Linked DNA regions of Mus musculus: region 2 is linked to region 1. Evidence: chromatin contacts called from public HiChIP or PLAC-seq data. All regions are on one chromosome and are shown on one strand. The core of a region is the stretch at or near the end of the contact, and the rest is flanking DNA. Distances in the headings are between cores, read along the strand shown.

The links. HiChIP or PLAC-seq counts read pairs in DNA pulled down with a chosen protein or histone mark.
Region 2: a CTCF HiChIP or PLAC-seq map of the NIH/3T3 cell line shows a contact between it and region 1, with 5 read pairs. The contact joins two enhancer-like sites. A contact is called at or near these places in 3 of 15 datasets of contacts at CTCF or cohesin (the NIH/3T3 cell line, large pre-B cells and stem cell-derived epiblast-like cells), 12 of 484 Hi-C or Micro-C datasets (the HL-1 cell line, cortical neurons, embryonic stem cells and 2 more) and 1 of 9 other capture datasets (embryonic stem cells).

What each region holds. Positions count from the first base shown.
Region 1 is chr3:146,565,105-146,571,026 of GRCm38.p6, reverse strand. It overlaps a transcript of Dnase2b not described here. Among named protein-coding and RNA genes, the nearest start is that of Uox, 29 kb to the left of the region's middle. Within about 2 kb of position 2,651, at least 107 of the 459 cell types and tissues checked have an H3K27ac peak or open chromatin away from gene starts, as enhancers often do. A contact at or near this core is called in the HL-1 cell line and the NIH/3T3 cell line, where this site is marked.
Region 2 is chr3:146,872,325-146,878,246 of GRCm38.p6, reverse strand. The region is part of intron 1 of Ttll7 (tubulin tyrosine ligase-like family, member 7); the gene reads right to left. Among named protein-coding and RNA genes, the nearest start is that of Ttll7, 23 kb to the right of the region's middle. Within about 2 kb of position 2,161, at least 60 of the 459 cell types and tissues checked have an H3K27ac peak or open chromatin away from gene starts, as enhancers often do. A contact at or near this core is called in the HL-1 cell line and the NIH/3T3 cell line, where this site is marked.

The DNA of each region.
Region 1 (5,922 bases), core at 1,402-3,901:
ATAGTTCAGGGCTTAGCATTCAATATCTTCCCTCTGTCTTCCATTTTCAACTGCCAGGAAAACCATCACTACGAAGTGTACTAATTAATCATATTAATGCAGAGGTTCAGGGAGCCAATCTTACAAACATCCATCTAACAGATTGCCTTAAATAGCAGGGAGGCGTTGGACATACAATTTGACCCCTCCCCCTTTCCATACTGATGGTGATTTCTCAATAACAAGTAAAGAAAACTCAGCCAGTTCTACTTTATCTCACGCTGGAAGAAACAAGTATAGAAGATTTTGTTAAATCTTACAAACATTCATAAAAAACTCTTTTCAAATGCCTTCAGCCCCACAGTCCTACCATGGCATTAACACCCGACTGACTAAAGGACAAGGCTGCAATTATTTGCAGAGCAAACAGGCATGACACCATGACAGCATGGGAGCCTTCAGTTCCAGGTTTGCCAGTGCCTACCTACATGGGCTTTACTTGACTCCTCAAGGACTTGACTTCTTGTTCACAAAATGAAGACAATTAAGGAAAAACAATACACGTAACGTCTGGAAACAGGTACTCAGAGCGTATGAAATCCTTCTCTTCAGTGGGAAACGTTTGCTGGATCAGAGTGTGTGTTCTGACTGGGGTTGCTAAGCTACACCATCTCAGGCACACACAGGGTTTGAGTACAAAGACGGACTTTGTATCTTAGATGTTAGGTAGGCAGGTGATATTCAACAAATATCTGACAGTTTGTTTTGGCTCGGCTAGAAGGACTTTGTGTACCCACTACCAAGCCTCGGATCATCTTAACCTTTGCAGGTAGGGAAGCTCCTGATGTGCTGAGTCTCCAGCATCCTGAGCTAACTTGAAGACCCTATCTCATTCGGCAACGTTCTCTTCCTATCCTGTGCTACAGAACTCTCCGCAGAAGGCAAACGCTTCGATGCATTTGGGTTTCTGCTGAAGCTTTCATTCTGCCCAACTGTTGGCTGTAGGATGAGAAGGTGTTTGAGACAGACTCGAAGGAAGAGGAGTGACTCAATACTTATCTTAAATTGGCACCAATACCCTAATGGTGTGTTTATATACAATCTAAAAGTTGATCTATGTCTCCATTTTCAGTTTGCAAGATGGTTAGGATAATCTTTAGAGGCCACTGACTCATGAAGAAGGTGGGAGCTTTGACCTTCGGAGACAAGGCTGGTCTAAGGGTCAAGGCTGGTCAGCCACATGGCTGGAGTATGTGTTTGGGACGGACAGGGTTGAGAGTCAGAGCAAATCAAGAAAATAAAAAGCCCATCTGTATTTTTGAAGACTCATTTTTATTTTGGCGTGTGTGTGTGTGTGTGTGTGTGTGTGTGTGTGTGTGCATGCAGATGTGTGAGTGTGTGCTTATGTGCACATGTTCATAAAGGTTCCCTCAGAGGCCAGAGGAGGGCATCAGATCCCCTGGAGCTAGAATATCAGCTAGCTGTGAGTGGCCTAACGTGAGCACTGGGAACTGACCCGAAGGCCTCCTGAAGAACAGCATGGGCTTTGAACTTCTGAGCAATCTCTCCAGTCCCCTCACCTGTGTTTCTAACATAGCTTTACATTAAAACAAAACAAAACAACAACAACAAGAAAACAAACATATGGTCATTTATTTCTTTAGGAAATCCTCACTATAGAAGATCATAATTTCATCTAAGCAACGGGGAAAATTCAAAGTAACATGAAAAAGCAAATCAGTAGTCAGCAGGGGTTACGGGAAATGTGACAGGCTAAGGGAAATGTGACAGGCTAAAGGAGACGTGAAGCAAGTTTTGGTAGATATGCAAATATTTGGCCCTTTATTTGGTAGTGGTTACAAACACATATACGTTTAGAAAATTTATTAAACTATATTCTCAAATGTTAAGACTTGGCTGTCTATAAATCATACCTCTAAACACTTAGTTACTTTAAAACCTACTGCTTCTTTCATCTGAAAAGTTGATGTTAATACACTTATACACATCCTATCATGAATTTTACTATACATTTCAGTGTATTTATACAAAGGATAGCATCACCTTTTAAATTAAATGTAGCAAGTTTTTTTTTACTTACTTTATTTCTTACTCCCTTACCTGAGTGTGTACCTACCATCCAAGACAGCTGCCCCTACAAAGCTTACTTGGTAAAACCCAAGAGAGAGCATTGGTCCAGGGAGGGAGAGACAGGAAGCTGTTTCGACTCTCACAGCCTCTGGGATCTCATTATTGATGACTTAACAACCATTACACACTTAGTGAGTAAGGACTTTCTATATAAAGATTGTATTGCAGCATCTGCTGTTGGTAATTTAGTGGCAACTGATTGCTGAAGAAGCCACTGGAGGCTCCTGCTGATGTCTGTGAACGCAGCCCACTTGTTTCTGAAAAGGTGATTCAATCTGTATTTCGGTGCCTGGCACACAACTCTGTGCACCTGGACTTCTGACAGATACATTAAGAGGGTTGGGGGGCTGTGCTCAGACAGAGTACATTCTCACCGTGTCTTCCAAAGCCAAAGCCATCATTTTCTGGTGTTGAGAATCCTGAATCCTTGAGAACCAGGTCTATCCTGTCTGTGCAAGACCTCAGAGCATAAGCTGGGACTCTGGGTACAAAGTCAAACCAGCCCTGCTGTTTTCATGGTTGCTGGCCTGCAGCCCTGGCTGTTGGACACATGTTACACCTGGCCCTGCCTCTGCCCTTGGGAGTGCCCACGACCATGTGAGCAGGCGGCTCTGCAGCCCAGGGAAGTAGTACCTTCATGTGTGGGAAATAAACAACAAATTCTAACTATGGCATACTCTGTCTCTAGGATAGCTGGTTCCTGGAGACCAGGAAAAGTAGCTCGGGAAATAGCCAATTTGGGTAGGGACAAAATTAATCCCACTCAAAAGACAGAAAAGCAACAGGAGCGAAGCAGTGAACTTGGTGAGTCACGGAGAGCAGTGCCCAGAGCTCAGGACCATCTGTAGATCAGGACTTAATCAGAGCTTCCTGGTGACTCAGCTTTACGCGTCTTTGAGGAGGAGGAGGAGGTCTGGGAACCAGGGACAGGCTGGTCCATGCTGTATGACTCGCTGGGTTTTCCCCATGTCCAGGAAGTCAGGCTTGTAACTAAATTTCAGTCCCTTCCTGGTCCAGGTGGGCAGGAAGTGCCTGAGTTCTTTTGGGTCACTTTTGGGTCATACCTGGGGGTGGGAGAACCCACCAAACAGGACTGGCTGTTCCTGAGTCTTTGTACCTTGGGGGTGGTTGGCATCACTCGTTCCACAGGTATACACAAAACGAAGAAGTCGGGGCACACTGACAGAGGCAGGGGAATGACAGGTGGAAACACAAAGAACGAAGCAGTCGGGACACACTAACAGAGGCAGGGGAATGACAGGTGGAAACACAAAGCTCTTAAGTGCTGCTGTCTGGAGCCATTTAGCTTTGGCCTGCAGCCCTGCGTGTGCACCCCAGACACTCCTGAGGGCACGGCTGGACTATCACACAGCAAGATGATGGATGTCTAAAGTGAGCTATGAAGAAAAGGTCAACTTGTGCTCAGAACATTCTGTTTAAGAAGGGCAAAGTACTACATAAAGCATCTTAGAGAAATTACTTTCCAAAATAAAAATGTTAGGTTGGCAAGTTTAGGTTGCATTATTCTGGCTTTTAATATCATCGCTACTTAAAATATGAAATTTATTTCAGGTTGCAATATTGAAAATCTCATCCAAAGATAATTGGGGATTTTTTTTATGTTCTTTCTGATGTACAAGCATGAGTCACACATAAGTTATGCACATATACATGTATTTTTGTGTGTTGTTTTAAAGATGGTCCCTTGTGTATGTGTATAGGTACAAGCGCGTGCGCGCGTGCGCGTATGTGTGTGTGTGTGTGTGTGTGTGTGTGTGTGTGTGTGTGTGTGTGTGCCTGTTCATATGTCTGTGTACCACATGCATAAGTGGGATCCTCTGGAACTGAAGTTTGTTACAGTTGGTTGTGAGCTGTGTGGGCGCTGAGAACTGGATCCAGGGCCTCTACAAAAACATCAAGTACCCTTAACTGATGAGGCCACAAAACTGTGTGTTTGTTATATGTCGTGTGTATGTGTTATGTCATATATGTGTTTGTATGTGTATGTGTATATGTGTGGTGTGTGTGGCATGTATGTATGTGTGGGATGTGTGTGTGGGATGTATGTATTATGTGTATGTGTGTATGTATGTGTGTAATGTTTGCCTCCCTCCTCTCTCCTATCACCATCTTCCAAGTTTTCCTTTCTTCCATCTGAACTCGAGCTGTTTTGCTCAGTGTTCTGCCCTGACTCTCATCTTACTAGAGATACTGTCGGCAATCAATCTAATCCACTATCGATTGCTCCGATGGCCACCATATTTGTACTTCTGATGTAGTTCTCACTCACGTGAGACTTTGTACAAGACTGTGTACAAGGACACACAGGGATGTGTGTAGCATCTTGTCTGGAGGGAAAACCCAATACATCCAACAATGTAACTTTGGGGACATGAGGACTTTTCATTTTCTTCCTTCCTCCATCTTCACAATCACCTCTAGCCCTCAATTCTGCCTCCTCTTTGCTGTTTCACATGTGGAGCTACCGTGACCAGGAAGGTAAAGTGCTCCGTGTCCTGAAGTATTTACAGTGCTGAGAGTCTTGCTCTACACTGAGCACTTCGTACTTAGGAGATCATGTCATGACAAGATGGAAGTCAGGGAGCAGACTCTTCTCTGCTGTGAGTGGATAAAGGCTGAGAAGGGCAAGGGGTTGCCTCAGTGCTCATGACTGGCAAGGAGGGAGCCAGGATTCCATTGCTGAGCCCCGGTCTCCAGGATTTTCAATGAATGCCAGTTTGGGTCTAGTCTGAAAACAGGTTTCCTGAAACAGGTAAACTAAGCATAAGCCTTCTGCAGGGATTTTCCAAAGATCATATGGAAGTAGAAATAGGCCAGGGAGCTTGATGGAGACTGTTTTAGTGCCTCTGATCTGAAGGGCAACAGTTTGTGAGATGGAAGGTTATGTAGGATTAATTAGTGATGTATCTCTGACAACAGGAATGCGTAACGGTCGAGCCACAGGGGAATTTGCTGCTTGACCTCACTAGCGCCTTGTGAATCTCTGCATTAACAGGCAAGATCTAATCCCACTCCGTGCCCTTTAAATCCATCGTTGCTGTGTTGCTGTTGATGCTCTTGTTGTTGATGATGTTGTTGTTCATGATGATGACAATGACACTGTTGCTGTCAATTTCAAATTAACACACCCCTACTATCTTTTAGAAAAACAAAACAAATTACTATGGAAAAAAGTCAGCCATTTCAGGGCTTTGGTGAAGAAGATGTAGGGTTTCTTAGTGCTAAACTAGATTTCCTTTTCTCTTAAAATGTTCATACAATATTTTCACAGTGGGGTGAGGGGAAGATTCCTGACAGGGTATCCAATCACACACATTATTGAATAAGAATGGCTGTATATTAAAAGATTTACTGGAGGCATAATTTCTAATTCTTTCTTGATGAAAACGTGCTTGTGAAATAAACGGCATAAATTTCTCTGAATCAAATAAGAATTCTAGGAAGTAAAGAATTTTTTTTAATCTTTAATATTTCTGCCTGTGAGCTATTATTGTTCTCTGTAAGAGAGTGGAGCAATTATTCTGAAAGTATAATCCTTTGAAAAAGAATTCTCTTCATTTTGGTGCCTCTGTATTATTGGTTTGGGTCTACATATATGCATATATGTTTGCTAAGTAGATATAAACAAATGTACATAGCTGTGCATGAACACATGGTACACATATGCACTGCCAACATGCCCAGATATTAATGAGCCAAGCTAGGTCTCTTGTATGAACTGCTATGTAGAAATATACTGGCTTGATTTTCAAATCCATTGCATCTCTTCCT
Region 2 (5,922 bases), core at 912-3,411, 310 kb before region 1:
CATTGTTATGCCACCAGGCCAAGGGAAAATAGAACTACTGGCTTCATAAACCTAGTCCACACAATTTCCAAATGGAATTCTCCTAGCTCAGAGGAGGAGATAACGTGTAGAAAGAATGCTAGCGACGAGCATTAAGGTCATGTCAAAGAAATCCTCATGTCTAGTCACTGTTGGTGTAGCTCATGTTTTGTTTCTTCAGACAGCTCTGATTTGTAGCCCAGGCTGACCCCCAGCCTGGCAGCAATGCTCATGCCCCAGCCTCCTCGGGCCTGGATTACAGCATAAGCCACCACACCCAGCGCCTGCCCTTTCTTACTGTTTTATGTATTTATTATATGTTACTTAAAGTCTACACATCTTACTCTTCTTAAAGGTCATAATAAGGACTGAGAACGCTTATTTCAGGACCAACCTCTTATTCTCAGAAGAAGGCCACATGTGTTTATCATAATATAAACTATGAATAACAAATTATTAAAGAGGAATGCTTCCTTGACTATAAAAAAAACATCTGCACAATGTAACACTCTATAAATGTCTGTTTTATTTTTATTTTATATGTGGGTATGTTGCTTGAATGTATGTCTGTCTACCACTTGCATGCTTGGTGCCCATAGTGGCCAGAAAGGGGTGTTGGATACCCTAGAACTGTAGTTACAAATGCTTTTGAGCTGCCGCATGGTTGCTGGGAATCAAACCTCAGTCCTCTAAAAGAAGATCAAGTGCTCTTAACTGATAAGTTAACGCTGCACCCTCCACAAATATTTCTTAACACTAATCATCTCAAATAGCAGTTGCAAAATTCTTCTATGCAATTTTATTGTTTCTATTTCCTCAACTTGAATACAGTCTTAAATGGGACAAACACCATTGGAAGATATCCAATGTCATATATATATATATATATACACACAGAGGGGGGTAATAGAGTTACTTGGTAAATGAAATATTTACATTCCCAGAAAAGAAGCAAGCACACTCAAACAAAGTATGATGGGCACTGACTAAGTTTTCTTAGTTTACTTCCTAAATTATACTGACTCGATGTGATGATGCTAAATCCTAAATGTCATTTATGAATAACATGCTTCATAACAGAACAATAAATTATTGTCTCTGTATATTTAAATCACCACCTTTTGAATAATTGATTTAACTTATTGCTATTAAATTAGAAAAAAATGAGCATAGAAAACTACTGAAATAAACTCAAAGAAATTTAAGTTGGTACTTCGCCTGAAGGAAGTCTGTAGTCTTTAGACCTCAGTAACAGACATTCTAAAGTCAACCACAAAGCATTGAAAAGGCCTCAACTATGCAATATGTGTATGCTGTAGGCTTAAGGATTCTACATTCAGAAGCCAGATCTGGGAAATCATCTACAATGCTGGAATACACCAAGCTCCTCTTTAAAACACCAAACTTTGGGCTGAAGGGTTGGCTCAGTAGTTAAGAACACTGGTAGCTCTTGCAGAGGACCCAGGTTCTCTTCTCAGAACCCACAAGGCAGCTCACAAGCACCTGTGACTCCAGGAACTCTGCACATTTTATCACATTTTATACACACACACACACACACACACACACACACACACACATTTGGGCTAAACATTCATACATATAAAATTAAAATAATAAAATATAAAAGGAAAATAGCAACTAAAAACAATCTAAATATACGCAATATAATCAAAATGGGTTATGACATGGTTATTAAAATGAAGTGTGAAAAGTTTTCACTAGTTTGAGAAGTTTCAGTATTTTCAGCAAGGCTGTGAATGATTCATGTGAAATAAAATAATATTTATCTCTCAAGAGTAGATGAATGAATTTCAAAGCTTACTATTTCCTTTGATTTACTAATTCTGAGTAAATATGCCATTTTATCCAACTATGCTACAATCATACGAAATAACCATGAATCATATGCCAGGATGAATTTTCATCAACTGTATCAATAAAGACCTGTTTCAATAGTGAACAAATTTGGCTTCTTCCAGAAGACTGGTTCCTAAGTAGTATGCAAGGATTATGATCCTGAGTCCCAGCACTCTGTGTTTATTTAAGTCCTTGAAGTATTTGCTAAACCACCTCTGAGGCTCACACTTCCAGGGCAAATCAAAATGTAAACAAGCTGATCCCAGATTCCAGACTCTCAAGCCAAGACTGAGGTCATCATGGAAAAATAACTAAGAGTGAAGTCACAACGCAAGCTGTATCAGTGGAGCACTAGCCACATGGCAGTCAGAGCAAAGGGGGAACACGCAAGCCATCCTGAACCCACTGAAAGGGGTTTTTCCCCCATTAGAGATAAAGATAAAGAAAGCACACTGCTGAAACCCTAGAAACCAAATCTTCCTCATCAATGTGGAAGTAATTTGGATTTTAGGTTCTGATTTAAGTTTTCTTTCCCATGTCAGGTCTGAGAGGTCACCAGGGAGTAGGTGGAAATTAAGACATTTGCAAATTTTAAAAACCAAGATATGACTGGATAGAACTTGGCAATAGAGAGATTCCCTAATGGGCACAAGGCCCTGAGACACGGACTTAGTACACAGAGGAAGAGGAAGGGAGGGGCAGGAAGAGGAGGAGGAGGAGGTGAGGTGGAAGAGGTAAAGGAGAGGGAAGAGGAGGAAAAGGAATAGAGGAAGAGAAAGGGAAGGAAAAGAGTAATCGAAGGAGGAGGGGAAGAGAAACTTGGAGGACATGAGAGATGGTGCTTCTTGTCTTAGTTCATGCTGCTAAGTGGTACAGGGAAGGAAGATGAGGAAGGGGAGGCAACCACAAAGATGTGTCAAGGAGCAGCTAGGGCTTAGGACCCTGCATAGAGCTCAGTGTCATCCATCAGCTGAAAGTCACTGCCAGAGCGATGGAGGATTAATTCACATCATCTCCTGCCTTTGGACAGCACAGAAGGGGGGGATGCATAAAGGAGGCCAGGGATGGCAAAGGACCTCCAAACCCAAGGCTTTCAGGAGTGCCTTAAATGCCCTGCCCTCCAGCAGAGAAAGCACAACAGTGGACTGAAGCAGGAAGAGTCTATTGAAGTACTAAGACCCTAGGGACCCAGAGCAGGGCACTGAGGGTATCGATCCACACTGGCCCTACACATAACTCTCTTTTATCAAATGCTCGAAAGAAGATCTTTGAAGAAGGTTAAACCTCTACCTTCATAAGTGGATGAACAATTCATGCAATTAGTAGATTGGTAGATTAACGGCTTATTTCAAGAGAGTCGGGTGTAAAAGACATTTTGTCTACTTCAAAGAAACTGACTCCTACATGAAGATTTTCCCAATATATTTTTACATTCCTTGATGTCAGCAATCACTGAGTATTCCTGATGCCCTACATATTAGCATTTTGTGGTGTCAGGGTTTTAGATCCTGGACAATAGAGAACTGTGTGCTCTTCTCTATGCTGCGACTGCTAAGTCCTTAGTAACACAGCTGAAGAATCTCCCTTTGCATGCCAGACCATGCTTGGTAAAGAGTCCGTTAAAGCTTTTGGTCCATTTTTAACTGGAAGGTTTGTTTTGAATCTCATTAATTCTTTGTGTATTCCTGATGAGAAGGTTTTACCTGCTGTGACAGGCAGTCATCAGAGGTAGAAGAGGAATGTAGAGACCCCAAGGTCTAGCCATCAAGAGAATAACAAGAACACAGTATGCATTGGGGACTAGTTCCTTGCCTTTCCAAAAGCAGTCGAAACAGACATTTGAGATCGAGATCGAAAGAGAGAGAGGGTTGGGGGAGGAAGGGAGGAAGGAAGAGAGGGAGGGAGGGAGGGGGGAGGGAGGAAAGAAGGAAGGAAGGAAGGAAGGAAGGAAGGAAGGAAGGAAGGAAGGAAGGAAGGAAGGAAGGAAGACATCCTACTTAGAAAAGTAGAAATCTTGATTATTTTTGAGATAGCCATATGAAAAATCGGATCATTAAGATTTAACTATATAAGAAAAGAAGACCTTTAAGAAGTGAGGATAACAGGGCGGGGGGTGGGGGTATAGGGGACTTTTGGGATAGCATTTTAAATGTAAATGAAGAAAATATCTAATAAAAATTTTAAAAAAGAAGTGAGGAGAAAATGAGAAAAATTATAATGAACATTTGGACAAAGCAGGAGCAGAGGGAGAAGATTTCAAAACTCTGGTTTTGTTTTGGGGCAGGGGATTGAAGACAATAAAAAATAAGAGACAAATTGTATCTTGTATCTTGGGTATTCTACGTTTCTGGGCTAATACCCACTTATGAGTACATATCATGTGAGTTCTTTTGTGATTGGGTTACCTCACTCAGGATGATGCCCTCCAGGTCCATCCATTTGCCTAGGAATTTCATAAATTCATTCTTTTTAATAGCTGAGTAGTACTCCATTGTGTAAATGTACCACATTTTCTGTATCCATTCCTCTGTTGAGGGGCATGTGGCTTGTTTCCAGCTTCTGGCTATTATAAATAAGGCTGCTATGAATATAGTGGAACATGTGTCCTTCTTACCGGTTGGGACATCTTCTGGATATATGCCCAGGAGAGGTATTGCTGGATCCTCCGGTAGTACTATGTCCAATTTTCTGAGGAACCGCCAGACTGATTTCCAGAGTGGTTGTACAAGCTTGCAATCCCACTAACAATGGAGGAGTGTTCTTCTTTCTCCACATCCTCGCTAGTATCTGCTGTCACCTGAATTTTTTATCTTAGCCATTCTGACTGGTGTGAGGTGTTTGCAAAACACATGAAACTCAAGAAGAAGGAAGACCAAAGTGTGGACACTTTGCCCCTTCTTAGAATTGGGAACAAAACACCCGTGGAAGGAGTTACAGAGACAGTTTGGAGCTGAGAAGAAAGGATGGACCATCTAGAGACTGCCATACCCGGGGATCCATCTCATAATCAGCCTCCAAACACTGACACCATTGCACACACTAGCAAGATTTTGCTGAAAGGACCCTGATATAGCTGTCTCTTGTGAGGCTATGCCGGGACCTGGCAAACACAGAAGTGGATGCTCACAGTCAGCTATTGGATGAATCACAGGGCCCCCAATGAAGGAGCTAGAGAAAGTACCCAAGGAGCTAAAGGGGTCTGCAACCCTATAAGTGGAACAACAATATGAACTAACCAGTGCCCCCAGAGCTCATATCTCTAGCTGCATATGTAGCAGATGATGGCCTAGTCCAACCATCAGTGGAAAGAGAGGCCCCTTGGTATTGCAAACTTTATATGCCTCATTATAGGGGAGCGCCAGGGCCAAGAAGTGGGAGTGGGTGGGTAGGGGAGTGGGTGGGTAGGGTCTGGAGGACTTTTGGGATAGCATTTGAAATGTAAATGAAGAAAATACCTAATTAAAAAATTTTAAAAAATAAAATAAAAAGAGACACAAAGCGCACAAAGGACTAGTAGCGGAGTTGTGGGTCGAGGCGGCCTCAAACGTGTTTGAAAATCCAGACTTACTGGACACAGCAGCCCCCTTGTTTGTGTGTTGTCCCCAGAGCCTTAACAGGCAGAGAGGACTAGCTGAGGCTATCTGACTGTGCAAATAAAGCTTGCTCTTCCTGAAACGGGGATGCTGTGGACCACTGGGGCTAGAAGGACATGGGATTAGCAGCAGAAAGACAAGTACCTGAGTGTGGGGAGATTTGAAGAGTGGAGCAGGGATGTGAAAAGAGAGTTTTCTTCAGTGCTGGGGAAGCAGCAGAGCATCAGGTACCCACGAATAAAACAGAAGTAAGCCTGAGGCCCCAGAAAGGACACCAGTCATGGTCACGTAGGGAACTAATATGTCCCTCCAAGTGATGCTTCTGCTCCTATAGCAATGACTGCTATCCATACAATGTCCCTACCAGACATTTCCATCTGGATATTCTCAATGCCTCTGTGAACTCAGTGTCCAGAACCAGTCCGTGACCATAACACCTTCCTCTGCCCCA